Regions from separate parts of the Mus musculus genome. Here region 1 is linked to region 2. A link is a contact called in public HiChIP or PLAC-seq data. All regions are on one chromosome and are shown on one strand. The core of a region is the stretch at or near the end of the contact, and the rest is flanking DNA. Distances in the headings are between cores, read along the strand shown. Region 1 overlaps Focad (focadhesin). Region 2 holds the start of Focad (focadhesin).

Region 1 (5,632 bases), core at 1,003-3,502, 180 kb before region 2:
CATGGCAGCATGTGGCGTGATTAATTCCCGTTAAGTCACACATGTCATACGGCCGTCAGTGTGACGTTTTCAGTTCAAAGACTACGAACGCAATTCCTAGACTGGTTCCTTTTAATGACAATTATTCAGGGTATAATTAGTCAAACTCAGAACTGCTTGCCTGCTGGTGCTCAGTGTCTTCCTTGTGTGGGGCGGGGTTAAGGTTAGTGCTTGACCTCTCTGACTCACGCTCCATTCTTCTTCCCTCCTTAACTTTACAAAACCCATGCCCCCGACGTCAACGGGAAGCAGCCTTACACATCTTTGACGTCAGTCTGACGACACCAATGAAATCAGCATCCCGAATGCCCCCTAACAAGGTTTGTTGTTTCCTCCACTTTGGAGGACAAGGATGTGGACAATGGAGTATGACAGGGAAGTGAGGGCACCCAGCAGGAGAATTCTGGGTTAGATGCCAACTTTCATGTAGTTACTTCCCTGGCATATATCAGACATTCAATAAATGATCATTTCTTCAGTGGACATGACTCTTAAAACCTCGGTGCTTCAATTTTAGTAAGAATTTGAAAATAGTATCCATCATTATTTATCAATACCACTATGGCCTAATATGGTTTGAATTTATGTACTCTGAATCAATGAATAAATATACCATAACTAATAGAAAGCAATTTAAAAAGCATAATCCACTTTAATCATGGACTCTGTGATGCACTGATTATAGTTTAGTGGGAAAAATTATATATCCCTGTAGTATAAAATAAAAGACATGTTCACAGAAGCACACAAAGAAGTTTGAGAGCAGCAGCTGTCTGCTGGAAGAAAATTCTCCAAGGATAGAATGAGATAATGCAATTTTACAATTCATAAAGCACATTTTTAAAATTAAAGATGAAAAGAAAGGAAGTCTAGTCAGAGGGAATAGTTTGAATAAAAGAAATAGAAAGGTTTGAAGACACATAGGAGACATCCTTTGTGTCACTGGATGGCCGGGTATGGTACTATAGAGAAGTGCCATGCTGTAAAAGGCAAATTTGGTTATCTGGGATTCACCGCAGACAAACTGAAAGCTCTCAAGTGACTAAGGAAAAAAGTAATGTGGCAAGAGCTTCCAAGGGATAAGCTTAGGAGAGCTGGTCCCCCACCCCCACTCAAACACCATGACGTGGTTTAGGCAAGGGAGAGATGCCATCCCCCCCCCCCCACGCATACCTGTAGAAGGTAGGAGAGCTGGCCCTAACCCTTGCAGGCTGTGGCATTGGGTGATCTAGTTCATCAAGCTGGGGCAGTGCTAGGGAGCTCTTCCTAGTGGTGCAGGTCCAAGAGGGCTGGTAGGCTTACTAACTCAGCTATCACGCAAGCCCAGACCTAGGGCATTTAGTAGGCCCACTCCAACATCTACCCTATCTATGACTTGCTGGAGCATGTGAAAGGGCCAGTCCTACAAATCCATGACAGGACTCCATTACACAAACAACAACAAGATATCCAAAAGATGTCCCAATGAGGATCTAGAATGGATGGCATAGCAGAAGCCAGAGGCCTTGAATCAGATCAGTGTTCATTGCAGTAAATATCTACAATCAAAGAAGTGTGAACAAAACAGTACACTGTGTTATACACTGTGATACACCACAGCTGCCACAAAAAAAGATGGGGTTTGGTTTGATTTGGTTTTTTTGTTTTATTTCATTCTTTTTTATTTTTATCTTTTATTTTCTTTTGGGAGGCAGGTTACAAGGGCAGAGAGCAGATATGAAGAGGCAGGGAGACGAGTGGGATTGGGTTACATGCTGTGAAATTCAGAAAGAGTCAATAAAAAGTTAAAGAGAAAAAAAGAAACAAAAAGAAATGTTTGGGGGAAACTGAATGTAACTTTGGCTTCGATCCAAGTAACTGCTAGGCCGTTAAATGAAAGCAACATAAACACACACATAGGAAGAGGGAGAGAGCAGGACAGACAGATTAGAGAGGGAACAGTGACAGGAGAGGAGGAAGGGGGAGAAGGAAAGAGAGGGAATGTGAGAAAGCAGATGGGTGAAAAAGGTAGAGAGGAAGAGGAAGGAGACACAGAGGGAGGCTGGGGGAAGGAGAGCGGCAGAGCTCGCCTCTGCCTCTGTCTTCACTGCTGCTAACCAGCAGAGCTCTCTTCCTGTTCAGACTACACTGACTTAGAAGAAAGAAATGGGTTAAATGGTCTCAATGCAGTCTGCCTGAATAACAGAAAAGAAAAAAAAATGCTGATTGCGTAAGGACAGACCCAGTAGATGTAAAATCCGGAAGATAATCTAGGTCAAAGGCATTTCTCAGCCATGGATATACAAACATCAAAACCAACACATAAAAACCACTTCACAAAGTAATCCACACCAAAATTCCAGTAATGTTGAGTATAAGCAATTCAAAAGTGTAAGCTTTTCCAACCTTGAGGACAGATAATGAATGAGCCTAACATGCGGTTGCTGGGGATTTTAGACTTAACTCTTGATCAAACACCTTGTAGGCTCTGGACAAAATAAGACTGAGCACCCAGGTATTATAGCCAGAAACAAAGACAGCTGTTGTACTATGTGACCTAAGGGTCACAATTCAAAGTTTTCCCTTAAAGTATTAAGGAATAGGTATTTTCTTTTATAGTTATAAAAGAAAAGCCCACACATAAAAATAAACTTGCAACATCCTACACTGGTTCCCCAGTTCATTCAGCAACTATGGACCCAGTATGCACTTTTGTAGGCAGAGTCCTAGATCTTCAACCTCGGCAATGATAGATGGGATTTTATTCGTTGTGCAGTATTTTAAATGGTGGGAAATGGGGCTAGAGAAACAAGTCAGCAGTTAAAAGTATTTACTGACATTCTAGAGGACATGAATTAGAGTCCCAGAACCAATGCTTGCTGGCTCACATCAATCTGTAACTTCAGCTCCCAGGAATCCAACACCATTTTCTGGTCTCTGAAGATACACAAATACATGTGGCACACGTAGTGAATGCATACATATAAATAGAATAAGTCTTTAACATGACTAGAAGTATTTTCTGATACTTCTGTCTAATCACCTGATCTGAAACACACACAGGACTGTTACAGAATCTTGAAGTATGATAGTTTATTAGAGGCACTAAACGGGACATTCACCAAGCAAAATACTCTAGAGCTCTTTGAAAGGAGAAAAGTAATGGTGAGAAAAAGAGACCGAAGCTTATAAAAGTAAAGACATAAATGTAATTTTAATTGTTTGACTATTTCACTCTAAGAGGAGCTAGGAAGCAATGTTAAGCAACGCCAGAGGAACCTTACTTGTAGAGCAAAGATTCCCAGGAGTGATTCAGGTTGTTATAATGATAAGCATGACCTCGTAAAAATGCAAAAATACATCCTGCCTCTATAAGTTTTAATGCTTATGCTTTTTGACTTAAAACATTTAAACTAATGGTTTTAAACAGCTAATATTATACACTATTGTTTTAGAAACAGTACTTTTAACATAAAATGTGCTTTTAAAGTCTTGACAATTCTCGTAATAAAAACATAATCTCCTTTTATATAAACTAATTGTAAAAGTGAAGGATTAATTCGAAAAGCGGTCATCATATCATACAGCTTTCCTGAAAAATCAGCTTCTTGGGTTCTAAACACGTACCTCATATTCAACTGTATTGACTGTTAAGGAAGGAACCAAAGAGAACAGTTCACTCAGGGTCTTCAATATGAGTGGTCTCATGTCACAGCTCAGCTTGGGAGAGAGAGCATTCCAAGTGGAGCGGATACAGACAACCTGTAAAACAAATGTAAAAAGTCAACAACCACGAAAACTCAAATGCTTATTTAGTCATAAGTTAGGAATATTGCAAGCTAGGCATGGTGGTTCAGTCATGTAATTCCAGTTTCTTTGGAAGTCTAGGTAGTAGGATTCCAAGTCAAGTCTATCATTGCTGCAAGACAAATTCCAAGGCCAGCATGGGCAATGTAGCAATACCCTGTCTCAAAACATAAATACAAAAGAAAGAAGAAAGATGGGGAGGGGAGGGGAGGGGAGGGGAGGGGAGGGGAGGGGAGGGGAGGGGAGGGGAGGGAAGGTCACTAGGGAGAGTTCAGTGAGAGTACTCCTTAGCAGAGAAGAGGCATGGGCTCAATCCCCAGTACTGCAAAGAGTGGCAGAAAGTACCCCATGCCAGTATAAGAAGAAAGAAATAAGGACATTCCCGGGAGGAAATACAGAGACAGTGTGGAGCAGAGACTGAAGGAATGACCATCCAGAGACTGCCCCACCTGGGGATCCATCCCATATACAGACACCAAACACAGACACTATTGTGGATACCAACAAGTGCTGCTGACAGGAACCTGATAAAGCTGTCTCCTGAGAGGCTCTGCCAGAGCCTGACAAATACAGAAGCAGATACTCGCAGGCAATCATTGGATTGAGCATGGGGCCCCCAATGGAGAATTTAGAGAAAGGACTGAAGGAGCTTAAAAGGTTTTCAACCCAATAGGAAGAAGAACGATATCAACCAACCAGAGCTCCCAAGGTCTAAACCACCAAACAAAGAGTACACCTGGAGGAACCAATGGCTCCAGCCGCATATGTAGCAGAGAATGCCCTTGTCGGACATCAATGGGAGAAGAGGCCATTGGTCCTATGAAGGTTCTATGCCCCAGTATAGGGGACTGCCAGGGCAGGGAGGTGAGAGTAGGTAGGTAGGTGGGTGGGTGAGCACCCTCATAGAAGCAGGGGGAAGGGGAATATGATAGGGAGTTTCGGTGGGGGGAGGTGAGGGGAACAAGGAAAGGGGATAACAGTTGAAATATAAATAAATAAAATATCCAATAAAAAGGGGAACAAAAAGAAAATAGCGTAAGTGTGAAAAGTTGATATTTATTGACATTCAGTGTTTATGCTAATCAAGATACTTATCCAAGTGCTCTATGCATTAACTCATATGTCTTAACTAAAAAATATCTTCTGAAAAGAGAGAACACTATGATAAAAAAGATAAGATTTTATAAAGTAGTCGCCATATAAAGAAGGTTTTAGATCAATTTAAATGGTGGGAAATGCAACTTGCCTTACAAAGTTGTTTTTTAACAAGTATGCTTCATTACCAAACAATTCCTGTTATGGTTTAAATATCAGGCATCCCACCAACCACACATTAAACCTTGATGTGCAGCTCATAAAATTCTTGGAGAGTGAAGTCCCTGAGTGTGCTAACCACATCCATGAGTTAAGCCATTCAGAAGTTCAACTGAATAGGTTTCTAGGAGGTGGCAATGTCAGAGAAAGTGGGTCTCCTAGGCTATGCTCATGAAGGTGTATCTTGTCTTTGGTGGTTTCCGTCCCCTCCCCCATTCTTGTCTACCTCCCCCTCCTCCTAAACTTCCAAGGCTACCATGAGATGATCAGGCCTTCTCTGCTATGGTACACAGCCATAGAGCCCAAAGCTACAGAAACACAACAGTGAGGTTGAAGCATCTGCAGGTGGAAGGCAAAACAATGCGCCTCCCTTAAGGTAATGTTCTTGGGTATTTGTTACAATAATGACAATATCACACATGTTCTCTCTCTCTCTCTCTCTCTCTCTCTCTCTCTCTCTCTCTCGTATACTCCCTACATACATCAACATACC
Region 2 (6,041 bases), core at 2,895-5,394:
AAGTCCAGCATTCAGAAGACAGAGGTAGGTGGATTTCTGTAAGTTTAAGGTTAGCCAGGTTACAGTGTGACTGTATCTCAAAAAAAGTAAATAAATAAATAGCAGAATATGCAGTTTGAATCCTCACCTTACTTTGTTCTAAATAAATGCTTTCTCATCATAAACAATGAGGAATTGTGCAGCTTTCTTAACATTTATTTATATAAAGGAGGGTGGGTCTCACTATGCTTGTGGGCTTACACCAAAATGCTGGGCTCAAGCACTCCTCTTTGGCTCAACTCCCTGAGTACCCAGGACTACATGTACACATCACATCACCCAGAGCTGTACAGACTTTAAAGTCAAAGGTATGACAATATTAAGACAGTCCTTGACTAAAATGGTCTGACTGGTGTTTCTTTTCGGCTTCACAGTAGTGAGAGAGTAATATGCATACATTCAGTAGACAGTATACCTCAAAATATGATGTTAATCTTTCCTTCACCAAGCAACATATGAAATCTAAGATGAGAGGCTGGACTCTTTGGGAAGCAGCAGCAAGCAGCAGCTTCCAGTCAGCCACTAGATCACAAGGATAAACAGTCCATAGTGTAGAATATACTGTTGCTAAACCACGCTGAGCAAGAAACTAGGTATACTAAATGGATTATGTGTATGTGTGTGCACACAGATGCGCATGTATGTGTGTGGGCATGCATGCATGTGTGCTTGTGGACATGTGTAGGTAGAGGCCAAAGCGAACCTCGGCTATTGTCCCTCAGATATTCTATATGCTTTGTTGGAGACAGGGTTTTTCAGTGACCTGGAATTGGCCATGCAGGCTAGGCAGGCTGGCAGGCCACCCAGACTCAGTGATTTACTTGTCTTCACCTTCTCTTAATTAGTGTTATGACCACAGGCCACCACCCCTAAATTCCTTTTAAACACAGGTTCTGCAGATCAAAAGGAGATCCTCCAGACAGCAACAACACACATCTACCAACATTAAGTGATTTTTTTTACTCTTACTTTTTTTTACACACACACACACACACACACACATTGGCATATTTGCAGGTAAATATGGGGGTATGGGTATATGTACATTGTATGGGCACCCAAAGTTAACACTAACTGATTTCCTCAATTGCCCTCCATTTTATTTAATGAGGAAAAGTTTCTCACTGAACCCATAGCTGGTCAATTTCAGCTAGTATAGATATGTATCTTGCCCCAGGGATCTTCTGTCTAAGCTCTTGAATGCTGCAATTAAAGGCACCCATTTACTTACCATTTACATGGGTACTAAGAAATCCAGCTATCATAGAAAGCACTTTACCTACTGAACCAGGCAGGTTCTCATTATGTAGGCCTAGCTGGCCTGGAGCTCACTTTGTAGACCAGGATGACGTCAAACTCACAAAAAGCACCTGTCTGCCACACAATTACACATGATGCTCATTCTTCTTAAATGCATTTTTGATGTACAATATTACTGACTTACAGTAAGATTTTCTGGCTATAACCTATTCATAAGTTAAGGGGTCTGTATGACCAGAATACTCAGATGCCTAGAGAGACAACTCAGCAGTTAAGGGTACGTAATACTTTTCTAGTGAATTCAAGTTTGGCTCCCAGCACTCACATCAGGTAGCTCACAACTGCCTATAACTCTAAGATCCAAGGAATCTGATGCCTCTGGCTTTCACAGGCATCTGGGCTCATGTAAATACACATGATAGTAATAATAATAATAATAATAATAATAATAATAATAATAATGCATTTTAAGTGCACAAAGTATTTATTTCAGTCCCAGCAAGATATAAACCAGAAAGGGTGGCACTTGCCCTAATTTCAGCCTTGGGTAGACTGAGGCAAGAAAACCATTAGTTCAAGGTCATTCTCATCTATCCAGATAAACAAGCAATAAAACAAATACATGCATACTCTGACTCTGGCTGAATGAATGAAAATATGTTAGCAAAGTGATAAAAAATTACAAATGTCATTGCATTACTCTCAACATTGTGTGACTTGAAACAGATTAAAAATCTTTTTTACACACTTTCAAATTTTGTAATCTAGTGTGTGAAATGAATGGGATCTACATTTTTAAAAAGGTTGAAATAATTTTTATAGAGGAAGCTGACAAACAACACTTGTCCAATTAGCTTAGCAATTCTTATTTACCATGATGGAAATGGTACACATAAATTCTTCTCAATTAATTGCTATTTATAAGTCACAGATTTAAACTATACTTCTAGGGCTAAGCTGTATTTTATCATATGAAAGAGCTCTATACTAATAGTGATTATAATTGATTTACATCTCTAATTAATATTAATTCAACTAACAGTTTATGGACAATGTCAAATATCATGAGGCTCGGAATATCAGAATAATTACCTTTGAAATCATTTTATACTAGAAAAGGGTGATCTCTACTATGTGTAAATACCATTAATCAATTACCATAAGAAAAATCTATCACATCTATACAGGTATTTGTTACCTTGAAGTAACAATTTATTTACTTTTGGATTATTAGGCCTCAATTAGAGCCATCAAGCAATTAAAACCCACCAAATAGTAACATGATACAATTTTAAATTATTTCAATTAAAAAAGAAACAAAAAAAAAAAACTAAGCAAGATATGGAAAACAAAGAAATGTGAACTGTTAATAAGATTAATTTGGTAAGTAAATAATTCAGTTGTTTTGGCTATCACTTATCACCAAAGCAAGTCAAAAGCTTTGAAAACTGCATTCTTGTCCAGTTATCTCTATGGAGTATTTTTATATATAACAAAAAACTTCATGATTATTACACTTCAAAATTTAGATGAGTCATGGTACTTTCTTTGCAGAAACTGGATGTCAATCAAAATTGTAACCATGCACTCACTCGCTTGCTAGTCAAGTGTTTGTGAACAGAAACACTTGTCACTGGAGCATAAAATACACAATCATAAATGACATCATGTGTTTTTTACTTAGTTGGTTCCCAACTGCTAACACCGTTCAGTAAATCTTGAACATTTGTAAATTTTGTAAAATTTGAACATTCCAAAATTACAGAATACTTGTAATCACATCCCTTTACTTTTCCATAGGAAGCACTAGGATCACCCCTCAGGGCCAATGGGCTTTAGGGTTTATTAGAAGGAGAGGGAAAAGCAAAAAACAAAATTAAATAAATAAATAAATAAATAAACCAAAGCAACAAAAAAAAAAAAAAAAAAAAAAAAAAAACCCTTGGAATAAGGTCCAAGAGAGCTTCATCTTTTGCATCTAAATCTAGATCCTAAAAATGAACCACAAAAAAAAAAAAAATCCATCTCAAATCTTGTCAACTCAGACACTAGCACTGGCATATTAAATGCAAGCAAAGGCAGGTACTATCTATCCACCAAGGAACTCATTTTAAAAGTTTGCAATGAATGAGTCAATGACGGTATGATTTCACTGGATCCAAAACTACAAACAAGGGGTCAAGGCACCATGGCTGAAACAAACTGGGATTAAGTCCTACACAACCGCAGGCGCCTGCAACCGCTGAAGCCCCACAGAAAAACTCTTCAGAGCCAGAGACCTGAGTCAGAAAACAGGCTCTGCTCACCCAAGAGCCTTTGCATTAAAGTGGACAAAAACTGCGTCTGAGTCCCGGGGAACTCAGACAGTCACCCCAGGCCAGACAAGAGGACACCAGGATCTCTGGCGCTGCCCCGAACCAGCGACCGGGTTAAGGAGGGGTGACAACCGCAACCTGAGGCAGGTAAGCTAGACAGATCGTGCCAGCCTCTCCGGCTGCCAAGCCCCTCCACTGCCAGCGGGTCCTGGAGCCTTACACCAGGGAACCGCTTGAGGCCAGATCCTCCGGGAGCCGGACGCTTCGCTGGACCAGCAATAGGGGCAGCAGGTCAAATGCCCTGCCCGCCTCACGCGACGCCACGGCCTTGCCGCCACATGCTCCGCCGCGGGCCTGCACCCCAGCCCAAGTGGTCCAGCTTCGGTCGCCCTCGCCCCCGTGACCGCGGCTGCAGCCGGACCCGATGCGGCAACTGCCCACCCGGCTGCCGCCGGTGGACGGTCAGCCACGCCGCATGGCTTACCTCACTTCTGCCACAGGCACAGCCTGCTCCCGTGCCTGACGTGTCCCACGCACCGCCTCCACCGCTCGGAGGCGGGTCCTGTCGGAGACAGCCAATACGAAACCTACTTCAAGAACCAGTCCCGCCTCCTCTGCTGGGATGCCCGCCCCCTCGCGCGCATGCGTGACAAGGCCTTGGCGGCTCACTGCAGTTAGATGTTGAAGTGAAGCTGGGTCCCAGCCCTAGCCACAGCCAGACTTCGCAGGGGTGCAGGCTGATCTTCAGGCTCTGGGATGTGAAAGCAAAGGATCCTGTCTGGAGATGCCACTGCACAGAGCCAGGGAGTCCTGTTGGCAGCTTTAGGAGATGCAGGACAGCTTCTTGATATTTGGAGATTTTGTAAATCCTCGTGACTGGAGTGGGGAGGAGGGGCAGGGGGAGCGGGGTTGGAGTACTCATGATAGCTAGGGTTCAGAGCCAGCTTGCTTCCTGGAGCTGCTGCTCAGTGACTTCATTTCTTCCTGCTGTGCCCTTGCTTCTACTTGTATAGTTGTCAAGGCCCAGGAATTTCTGCTACGGGGGAATTTGATCTAAAGAGAGCTGGCTCAAAGAACTTTACCACGACTATTATTGTTATATAACATTTATTATAGCCAAGCATTTTCTTTAGCGAAATAGGAAGGAATGGTCCCACAGGGGAAGTCTGTGACACCTGGCACAACGCAGCAGAAACGAAAACAACTGCGTTTATAAATAAATAAATAAGTTAAAAGGAATAGAAATCTATTACCTGACTGTTTCTGAAACCCCATGCACTTTTAGAAGCATTAGGACGCTTTAAAAGAAGCCTGGGTACATCTCTAGAGATTCTAATTCTGTGGTAGGAATTTAGCAAGCAGTTTTGTAAGTTAAATTTGCAAGGTCATTATAATATGCTAACAGGAAATTCTTGGTTTCCTATACTTCACCTCAGAACAATAATTACATTCCACACACCATCTCTAGATCTTCCAATAACTTATAATGCATTCATTCTGTAAGAATTTATCTAAATTAATTTTGAACATGTTCCTGTATTCAATCGCTTATATCCTTGGGGACATGGGAGTTCTGTGAGATTTATAATTACCTTTTTGGTTTTATTAGTTTGATGATATTCCCATAAGTTTTCCAACTACACAAGTACAAATTTTAGGAACATTTTAAATTTGTTTCCTTTGTCTATTCCTGTATTTGGTTTTTTGAGACAGGCTCTCATTTTGTAGCAAGCAGTTTTGTAAGTTAAATTTGCAAGGTCATTATAATATGCTTTTTGTAGACAAGACTGGCCTCAAAATCAGAGATCTGCCTGCCTCTGCCCCCCAAGTGCTGGGACTAAAGGCATGGGCCACACCCCTGGCTTATTCCTGTGTTTCTTGAGGCTCACTTGTTCCTAATCGAGCATGTAGTTATGTCTGGTATACTGTTTTAAGTATATCAACTTATTTAATTCACAGACCAAGTTGAATAGTAAAGTTATTACATTTTTTTCAAATAAGGAAACTAAGCACAAAATATGAAACACTTTGACCAAGGCTATTTACCTAGCTGATACATTTGAAACCAGCCATCCTGTTCTCAATAAAGTGTCTGTCTCCAAAACTGATAGTTTAGGATCTTGTGGGGAAATACTTACTCTGAAAGATCTTAGCCCATTTTTGACTCCAATGAGAAAATATCTTACTGAGTGAATATATTACAGATAATAAAAAATGTATCCCTCATTCGATAGGCTAGAAAGTCCCAAGCCAGGAATGAGCAGATTTGTCATCTGGTGTGGGGCTTGCTCTACAGACAATACCTTCTCAGTGCCCTCCTATAGCAGATGGGGTAAAGACTCCCAACACTGTTTTTGTTTCTTTGTATTTTCTCCCTGATGATTCTGAAAGGTCAAACTGTGGGCTTCATGCATTCTAAGTATGTGC

The links. HiChIP or PLAC-seq counts read pairs in DNA pulled down with a chosen protein or histone mark.
Region 1: a contact with region 2 is called in an H3K4me3 HiChIP or PLAC-seq map of bone marrow-derived macrophages, with 4 times the contacts expected there. The contact joins the enhancer-like site here to the promoter of Focad in region 2. A contact is called at or near these places in 10 of 39 promoter capture datasets (the 3T3-L1 cell line, the C10 cell line, the SN4741 cell line and 5 more), 3 of 484 Hi-C or Micro-C datasets (bone marrow-derived macrophages, double positive thymocytes and palatal mesenchyme) and 11 of 115 datasets of contacts at active chromatin or transcription factors (CD8 T cells, the SCID.adh cell line, bone marrow-derived macrophages and 6 more).

Annotation. Positions count from the first base shown.
Region 1 is chr4:88,272,246-88,277,877 of GRCm38.p6, reverse strand. It overlaps Focad (focadhesin), which reads right to left. Exons shown (of 44, transcript NM_001081184.1): 16 at 3,646-3,780. Among named protein-coding and RNA genes, the nearest start is that of Mir491, 150 kb to the right of the region's middle. Within about 2 kb of position 2,252, at least 72 of the 459 cell types and tissues checked have an H3K27ac peak or open chromatin away from gene starts, as enhancers often do. A contact at or near this core is called in CD8 T cells, the SCID.adh cell line, bone marrow-derived macrophages and 3 more, where this site is marked.
Region 2 is chr4:88,092,733-88,098,773 of GRCm38.p6, reverse strand. It overlaps Focad (focadhesin), which reads right to left and starts at 4,144. Exons shown (of 44, transcript NM_001081184.1): 1 at 4,099-4,144.